2 separate regions of the Vulpes vulpes genome follow, and region 1 is linked to region 2. A link is a contact called in public Hi-C data. All regions are on one chromosome and are shown on one strand. Each heading gives the region's core, a stretch centred on a gene start, on an enhancer-like site or on the middle of the called end of the contact. The rest is flanking DNA. Distances are from core to core; before and after follow the strand shown.

Region 1 (4,820 bases), core at 1,661-4,160, 210 kb before region 2:
TTTGTTTAAAGATTTTATCTATTTATTCATGAGAGACACAGAGAGGCAGAGACATAGGCAGAAGGAGAAGAGGCAGGCTCCATGCAGGAGCCGGATGTGGCCCTTCATCCCAGACACTGGGATCAAGTCCTGAGCCAAAGGCAGACGCTCAACCACTGAGCCACCCAGGCGTCCCTGTGCCTTCTATTTGTTCCAACTGATGTTTCTTTTTCTCTCTTTACTTCCTTTGGGTTTATTATTTTTTCATTCTACTATCCCCTTTACCAGCTTGGGGTTATAAGTCTTTATTCTTTTGGTGGCCACCAGAGAGATTTCAAGACATGTCCTTGACTTATCAAAATCTTATGTTCATTAACAATAAAGGACCCAACAACATTTTATTTCCAATCACTCCTAAAAATATGCTTTTGGTCAGGTATTTCCAATGCAGTTCCAACAACCCATCTCTGGAATTTAGGATTCTCAACTCTCAACAAAATATCAAAAAGGGAAGACTTCAGGAGCCGGAAAAGTTATCAGAGGCCTCACCTTATGTTTTAATTACAATCAATAATAAAAGGTCTGCTCATGAATAGTAACTGAAATTTGCTTAGTGCATATTTATCCACCTTTAATTTTTTCAAGGGTTATTTAAATGAGTGAATGAATGAAATCATATTCCTAGCTATTTTTTTTTTAAGATTTTATTTATTTATTTATGAGAGACACACACAGAGAGAGAAAGAGAGGCAGACACATAAGCAGTGGGAGAAGCAGGCTCCATGCAGGGACCCTGATGCAGGACTCGATCTCGGTCTCCAGGATCATGCCCTGGGCCGAAGGCAGCGCTAAATCGCTGAGCCACCCAGGGATCCCACTAGCTAATTTTCATCCCTAGCTTGATCTATTTGGTCTCCCTGTACACCAGAAAGCTAAAAAAACAAACAAAAAACAAAAAAACACCCCACAAGGTTTTGATTTAACAATAAATACTGTGTGCTCATTAACACCATACCAAGTATTAGGTGTTTAACATGCATTATCTCATTTAATCAAAACAAAAATTTTAAAATTAGAGCGAGAGAGGGAGAGAGAAAGAGAGAGAGGGCTCACACAGGGGGAGGGGCAGGCAGAGAAAGAACGAGAATCCCAAGCGGACACCACCCTGAGCATGGAGCCAGATGCCATGCCCAACCCAGGGCCCTGAGATCATTCCCAAGCGAAAAATTAAGAGTCGGATGCTCAGGGGATCCCTGGGTGGCGCAGCGGTTTGGCGCCTGCCTTTGGCCCAGGGCGCGATCCTGGAGACCCTGGATCGAGTCCCACATCGGGCTCCCGGTGCATGGAGCCTGCTTCTCCCTCTGCCTGTGTCTCTGCCTCTCTCTCTCTCTCTCTCTGTGACTATAATAAATAAATAAATAAATAAATAGTCGGATGCTCAAACCACTGAGCCACCCAAGCACCCCTGTATTATCTCATTTAATTCAACTCTCACGACATCCTCATGCATCTTATCCCCACTTTAACAGTTGAGAGAAATTTAAGTTCAACTTGAGACCACCTTCCTCCAAAACTTTTCGTGGAATGGTGTAAGATGAGCTGGTTTAGAAGCTTCAAGTTCTAGGCTCAGCCACATACTAGCTTCAAAATAGGAGATGGGGGGCGGGGAGGAACCCAACGGGATCCAAGTTGGGATCCAAGCTCCGCTGGAAGGATTAAACCTCACTATGTTAAGTGGAAGCTCTTTGCAAACTCTTCCTTCTTACCAAGTACTAAACAAAACTAGGTACCAAGCTACAGGAGTTGATTAAAGGCTGGAAACCACCAACAGCTTAGAGAAGTTGCACGTGGTGCTACCGATTTCCAGGACCTCTGATTTCTCAGACCACCGCCTCGCAGAAGCCTTTCGTCAACCCCAGGCCGGGGTCTGGAGTCACTCCACACTTCCCACAGCCCACAAACGCCAAAGGCTCCTTTAAGTCCCTGGCACGTGTAACTCGCGGCGGGCACTACAGGCGCAGACCCACGGAGATCCAAATCTCCCTCTCCCAAACATCAACAAAGGGGGAAGTTAGGGTAGGGGAGATTGACTGAACCCAGGGTTCCACACCATCTTCTAGCGATCCCCCCCCCCCCCCAAAAAAATAAAAGAAGATGGAACCAAGTCTTCTCATCCAACTTTCTCCTCTCTCCCACGTGGGTTGGTCTCCTTCTCCCACGCTAGGCCAGGACTCCTCCACCCCACCCCCTGACACTTTCGGCCATGTGCACAGAGTGCCGGAAAGTACCCCCGACCACGGCAGTTGGGGCCCTAAGGCTTCCCGAGTTAGAACCTCGAGCGGGGCTCCTGGGGTCCCGCGGCTGCCCGAGCTCTCACTCGGGGCGCGGCAGCTGGGAGTTCTCGGCCGCCGGAGGTCTAACCCCTGGGCGGGGGGGCATAGACAGCATACGTTCCGTTCTAAGCCCCGGCAGGCTAGTGCGTGGCCTGAACCCGGAGGCTCCCGCTTCCCAGCCCCGGCGCCAGGCGCAGGGACTCACCATCTCTGCGATTCCGCGGTCCCGCCACCCCTCAGGGAGCGCCGGCGACGTCAGAACGGGAGCGCGCGCGCCGCGGCCGGGAAGTCGCGCCGGACGAGTGGAAATGGCCGCGTGCGGAGGAAGCGGAAGTAACGTCACGAGAAGCGGGCGGATCTCGAGCTCTAAAGGCGCCTGCGGGGTCGCGTAGGTTTGGGGAGAGGAATCGCAATTTGCTATTTTTGTTGTCATTATATTATAAATCTTTGGCGGTATCATCATTCCATTGCCTGTTTATCTTTGAGCACGTTCTTGTGCTTTCAGAAATCGTCTTTTTGGCACTAGCGAAGGAATGGCATGGAGATAATGATGGGTAATCCTAAATGTTTTTCTTCATATTTAGATATCCTTTTCGGGATCCCTGGGTGGCGCAGCGGTTTGGCGCCTGCCTTTGGCCCGGGGCGCGATCCTGGAGACCTGGGATCGAGTCCCACGTCGGGCTCCCGGTGCATGGAGCCTGCTTCTCCCTCTGCTTGTGTCTCCGCCCCCCCCCCCCCCCCCGGGATGACTATCATTAAAAAAAAAAAAAAAAAAAAGATATCCTTTTCTTTTTTTTTTAAAGATTTTATTTACCTGTTTATTTATTTGAGAGAGATAGCTCTAGCAGGAGGGGGAGGACGGAGCAGACTCCCTGCTGAGCCAGAGCCCAGGAGCCCCTTGGGCTCTCTCCCAAGATGCGGGAGATCATGATCTGAACAGAAGGCAGATGCTTAAACCAACTGAGCCATCCAGGCGCCCTCGTACTTATCTATCCTTGCTACAATACTGGTGGGAAACGTAGAGTCCACCGGAAACAATCCACTGAATAGGGAATTCAGGAAGAAGAGCAGGTTTGCGGGTGAGGGTTGAGTTTCTGTCAGCTTGAGTTTGGATATGTCGAAGAACACTGATTTTCTTCTGCCCAGCATACTGCTCTTTTCTTTATGCTGCTCCAAATCTCCATTATTTAAAGGTAGACTCATGCCTCACCACCTCCAAGAAGTCCTTCCTGATCCTTAGGGCCCTTACTCATTTCTCTCCAACATGATGCACATCTTGGGACCATTTGAATCTAACCCAAACTAGATCATTACAGGCTAGTTCTAGTTAATTATTTTGGAAACCTAGAGGTAGAGACCTAGCAGGACCCTTAGGAATCATGCAGCAATTTCTTCATGTTACAGATACTAAGGACCAGAGAAGGGAAGCTGCTTGCCCACAGTCATAGTGAGGCAGTGGCTGAACCAGAACTGGACCTTGGGTTCTTGTCCAATCCCACGACTGGGATTTTGGCTATTGGCTTGGGTTACTTCGGCCAAATCTGGCTGCTATGCCTAGACCAGTTGCAGTATGGGGCAACAGGATGGGTTTGAACTGGCTCCAGGATGGAACATAAATTACATAAAAAATTGCTCCATCAAACTTCACCTCATGCGAATCTTATACAATTTGTCAAAGAACAAAATTTGTCTCCAAGTTAAGAAATGCTCATAGATGGTTCTTGTGTAAGAGTAGAACCTGTAGTTTGGATTCTGTTGCTCACTTTTCAGATTCTGTTTATGTTTGCATATTAATGGGACATGTCAGCCACCATTGTTGGAGGAATTAAAAAAAATTTATTTATTCATGAGAGACACACACAGAGAGGCAGAGACACAGGCAGAGGGAGAAGCAGGCTCCATGCAGGGAGCCCGACGTGGAACTCAGTCCTGGGTCTCCAGGATAATGCCCTGGGCTGAAGGCGGCGCTAAACCGCTGAGCCACGGGGGCTGCCCCATTGTTGGGGAATTAAACATAATTCCAATTTATAGTCCTAGATGTGGCCTTATTTGCTTTTTAAATATCCTTTGTAACAATTTCCATTTGTTAATCTGGCCTACCTGGCACCTAGGACCATCATATCTCAGGTCTCCTCAGTAAAGACTGATGAGGACTTGATTTTTTAAAAAGATTTATTTATTTGAGAGAGTGTGTGAGAGAGAGAGCATGAGGAGAAAGAGAGGGAGAAGCGGACTCCGTGCTTAGCATGGAGCCAGACATGGGGATCGATTCCAGGACCCTGGGATCATGACCTGAGCAAAAGGCAGACTTAACCAACTGAGCCACCTAGGCATCCCTGATGTTTTTATTACTGTAATGAGACAGTACATCATTACTGTAATGGCTCAATTTCCAAATTCTCTTAAAGCTAGGTCACCCTTTGTGTTTTGTTGTTTCCCTTGCTAGTAAGTTGTGTTGACATATGCTCAAGATCAGTCTGTCTTAGAAATTTGTCTTTTACCACACTT
Region 2 (4,876 bases), core at 1,451-3,950:
GGAGGGCAGAGGGAGGGATCTTGCCAGGTGGCTGAAAAATGAGAAACTGCAGGATAAAGATATATATACCCACATCACAGGGACTATTCACATGCTGCCCTCCATGGGGTAAGAGGCTCTCAAGGGCTCCTCACCTATTCCCCAGATGCCCTTGTGGGCTAGACTCCTCAGGTGAGCACAGGGGCAGAGCAGAACTGGTCCTATCTAGACTTAATCCTTCTGCCAGAAAGGAGCTCCATTTGGTAACCACCTCGGAAAGAGGGAGTTTAGGATATAAGATGGCAATGGGGCTAGCCAGCCACACTGCATGCTGGGAGGGAGATCAGACTCAGAAGTGGGGTGTTAGACTATGAAGATTAGGGGTTAAAGGCTGAACCCCTGGGGCACCTGGGTGGCTCAGTCAGTAAGCATCTCCCTTCAGCTCAGGTCATGATCTCAGGGTCCTGGGACAGAGCCCTGCATGGGGTTCCCTGCTCAGTGGGGAGCCTGCTTCTCCCTCTCCCCCTTCCCTCTGCTTGTGCTATCAAATAAATAAATAAAATCTTTTTTTTTTTTTAAGATTTATTTATTTGTTGATGATGAGAGAGAGAGAGAGAGAGAGAGAGAGAAAGAGAAAGAGAGAGGCAGAGACACAGGCAGAGGGAGAAGTAGGTTCCATGCAGGGAGCCTGATGTGGGACTTGATCCCGGGACTCCAGGATCGCGCCCTGGGGCAAAGGCAGGCGCTAAACTGCTGAGCCACCCAGGGATCCCCCAAAAAAGATTTTTTAAAGTTTATTATTTTTTTAAGATTTTATTTATTTATTCATGACAGAGAGAGAGAGAGACAGAGAGAGGCAGAGACACAGGCAGAGGGAGAAGCAGGCTCTATGCAGGGAGCCTGACACGGGACTCGATCCAGGGTCTCCAGGATCAGGCCCTGGGTTGAAGGTGGCGCTAAACCGCTGAGCCACCAGGGCTGCCCGAAGAAGGTTTTTTTAAAGTAGAAAATCATGCATAATATTTGACAGTGCACACTTAATTTTAAAGAGCACTTTAAAAAAAAAAGATTTTATTTATTTATTCATGAGAAACACAGAGAGAGAGGGGCAGAGACACAGGCAGAGGGAGAAGCAGGCTCCATGCAGGGAGCCTGCCCAATGTGGGACTCGATCCCAGGACCCCAGGATCACACCCCGAGCCCAAGCAGACGGGCTCAACCGCTAAGCCACCCAGGTGTTCCCAAATAAATAAAATCTTAAAAAAAAAAAAGCCTGAACCCCTTTGGAGGGTGATGGAAGTGGGCTCAAATCTCGGGTATGCCAATTATGAGCTATGTGACCTCAGGTATGTCACCCTCATCATCACTGTGGTCTAAACTTGTCCCCTCATAGGATTCTTTAAATGCTATAAAGGGGTTTATTCTCCTAGTAATGGGTGTTTCTGATTCCCACGAAGGTACACCCTCTAGATTGGGATCCTTCCCCTTCAACATGAGCCCCTAGAGCTTATCTATCAGGGAGAATGACACCCACTTATATCCAGTCACTTGATTCACACCAGCAGCTGTTTCTTCTCTCCATCAGTTAGAAAAAGAAAAACAAAATTACTACTTTAGTCAACTTTTCTCCAAATCTGGGGGCAGCGCGGGGCGGGGGGCAGGATCTGAACACTACTCTGTGCCAAGTACTGTTCAAAGCACTGGGCATTCAGTAGTGAACAAAAGTCAAAGTCCTTGACCTGGGGGTGGGGGGCTGACCTCGGGGTTCATGGAGGTGGCCGACTGAAAACAAGCAAACTAACACGTGAACAAGGACATTTCCTGCGGTGACAAGCGCTGGAGGAAAACTGAAGTATGTGACCGAGGGAGGGAGGATCCTTCAGCTGGGGGCAGATCACGCCTGGGCGGGGGTGGGGGGGTGTGGGGGGGTGCCGGCCCCACCTGCCCCCGCCTCCCTGGCAGCGGGGCACAGTCAGGCCGTGGCGGAGCCATCGGACACCCCCGCCCTCAGCTACGTACATCTTCAGCTCCGAGGCGCAGTCCTCCTTGAGCATCGCGTCGGCCAGCTGCTGCAGAAGTGCATCTTCCGTGCCCACCAGCTGCCCAGGGAGAGAAGGCGGCCTACTGACGCCTGGGGCTCGGGCCATCGACCCGGCACCGCGACTCCCGGGTTCCCGCTCCCGCGCGCACGGCGCGGTTTACCGAGCCAGGGCCCCGCCAGGCGCTCGGGTCCTGTCCGCACAGCAGTTCTCACCCGGACCCTCCCTCCCGCGGCCAGACCACCGCCTCCGACGACCGCCCCCGCCCCCGCCCCCGCAGCCGCCCAGCCTGGAACGCAGGCTCCCGGACTTGGCCAGTCTCCCCGCCCGGCCACTCCACCAATCAGAAACCGGAAAAGAGCCCGCCGCGCGCCTATTGGTGGATACGTCCTCCAGCCTCAGAAGGCGGCTGTTCCGATTGGTTCAGAGTGTGGCTCTCCCGCCCACCACGCCCCGGGCCGAAAAGCGCGCGCCAGAACCTCAGAGAGCCCAGAGGAGCGAGCAGCGGAGGCGCCGCTGACAGAGAAAGGCAGGCGGGGGAAGCGGAACGGCTGACGCCTACCAGGATGGTGGCCGTGTTCAGGCCAGGCTGCTTGTCCAGCGGCCGCAACACCGACATCCCAGGCCCGGGAAGAAGCGCGGCTGTGGGGCGCGCGCGGATCCTTCAAACCACTCGGCGGCACGCCCAGAAGTGTGCGGCCGATAGGCACGTGACTCCCGCTTGGGCGGGGCTTTGGGGAACGGGGCGGGGTCCTCTTAAAGGAACCCTGACCTCCCTTTTTAAGCCTGTGGGACAGGCCCTTTATTTCACGCCTCAGAGAAAGAAGGTAATTCAATGATTGATTCGTTCATTTTCGCTCATTCATGCATATTCATCATACTCTTGATTCCTTCCAAACTCGCCCCTCCCTTGTCATCCCCAGCTCAGTTGACTCCATCCTTGCAACTGCTCAGAACAAAACATTGAGGTCATTCTTGGCCCCTCTTCTTCACACCCTCATCCAATCCATAAGCAAGCCTGTGGGTTCTAGTGTTAAAATGCATCCAGAAGCTGACTACTTCTTGCCACCACCAGGACAAGCCACTGTCATCTCTCACGCGGACTTGTCACTGGCTCCCTGCTTCCAGCATGGTCCCCAGGGTGGCTGTTCCCCACACAGCAATCAGAGTTATCCTTTTTTAAAACAATCTGATCAAAATCCACCCAAAGTTCCCATTTCATTCAGAGTACATTGCAAATGCCTTCCGTGGACTTTGAGGCTCCGTGTGTTGTGATCCCTGACAGTCTCCCTGACCTCATCTTCTGCTCTTCTCTCTCTTACACTCTCCTTGTCACAAGGGCCACTAGGGTGTTCTTCAAATATTCCAAGTATCCTTCTACCTCCTGCCTTGTCCTTGTTGGTACCCTGTGGCTGAAAAGAAAGCTCTTCTCCCAAATACTCACTTGGCTTGTTTTCTCATTTTGTCCATGTTTCTGCTCCAGTGCCACTTTATCAGAGGAGCCTTTCTTTTTCATTAAATTTTTTTCTTAACGTTTAAATATTTAATTAATTTATTTAAATTTTTAAAAATTTTTATCAATTTCTATTTTTTTTAATTAAAAATTTTGGAGAGGCCTTTAACAACCTACCTAAACAACCCTACCTAAAATAGCAAGTCTTGGGAGCCTAGTTGGCTCAGTTGGTAAAGCGTGCCACTCTTGGGACGCCTTTGGCCCAGGGCCTGATCCTGGAGACCCGGAATCGAGTCCTTTGTCGGGCTCCCTGCATGGAGCCTGCTTCTCCCTCTGCCTGTGTCTCTGCTTCTCTTTCTTTCTCTCTCTCTCTGTGTGTCTCATGAATAAATAAATAAAATCTTTAAAAAGAGAAAAAAAAAAGTGTGCCACTCTTGATTTTGGGGTTGTGAGTTCAAGCCGCATCCTAGGGGTAGAGTGTATTTAAAAATAATTTAAAAATATTTACAAATATTTAAAGATTTTATTTATCCTTTTGACAGAGAGAGAGCACAACAGGGGGAGCAGCAGGCAAAGGGAAAGGGAGAAGCCGGCTCCCCACTGAGTGGGGTGGAGCCCCATCCTGGGCTCCATCCCAAGATCCCAAGATCAGGACCTGAGCAGAAAGCTGATGCTTATCTGACTGAGCCACCCAGGTGCCCTAATAAAAAGTTATTTTTAAAAACCCCATTATCTTGGGGCACCTGGGTGGCTCAGTCAGATAATATCACCTGGGTGATATTTTTCAGTGGTTGAGCATCTGCTCCCTCTGCCTGTGTCTGTGCCTCTCTCTGTGTGTCTCTCATGAATACATAAAATCTTAAAAAAAATTATCTTTTAAAAAATAGCAAGTTGTCCATACTCCTTGTCTTTCTTTTTCTGCTCTATTTTCTCAATGGCACTAATCTCCACTTCACATATAGTCAAGAACTGTACAGAGTCTGAGATTGTACCATATTTACAAACTAATAAACTGTTTATTATTGTTTAGTAATAGTGTGTTGCTGTTTCATGGATGAAACTCCTGGGTAAGAGGCAAAAGATTTTGTCTAATTTGTTTACTGTTACTCATGGTAAAAACAGTAGCAGAGGCTCCATGTCTGTTTGCATCAATGCCCCATGTCCCCCAAGCCCTGCAAAGGACCCACCATGGAGCCCTATACACCTCAAGGATGGCAATATAGAAGAGGAACACAGGGATTAGAGATTCACTGCTTTTATAGCAAGTGGTAGGCATGTTTGTTCTTTGCTGGGGGTGGGGGGAGACGTCACCTTCTCCCTCAAGGTTGCTTGCTGCAAACGCAACCCTGAGAGATAGTCTGGGCAAAGAGCTTTAAAGGCCTTGCTTTCTTGGCATTCACAGCAA

The links. Hi-C and Micro-C count contacts between places; a contact is called where the count stands out from the background.
Region 1: a Hi-C map of skeletal muscle shows a contact between it and region 2, with 4 times the contacts expected there. The contact joins the promoter of SNU13 here to the promoter of CENPM in region 2. A contact is called at or near these places in 2 of 3 Hi-C or Micro-C datasets (both in skeletal muscle).

Annotation. Positions count from the first base shown.
Region 1 is chr16:53,919,376-53,924,195 of VulVul3, reverse strand. SNU13 (small nuclear ribonucleoprotein 13) reads right to left here and starts at 2,910. Exons shown (of 3, transcript XM_026017389.2): 1 at 2,518-2,910. The coding sequence starts at 2,775.
Region 2 is chr16:53,708,333-53,713,208 of VulVul3, reverse strand. CENPM (centromere protein M) reads right to left here and starts at 2,700. Exons shown (of 6, transcript XM_026017373.2): 1 at 2,581-2,700; 2 at 1,999-2,078; 3 at 1-31. The coding sequence starts at 2,637.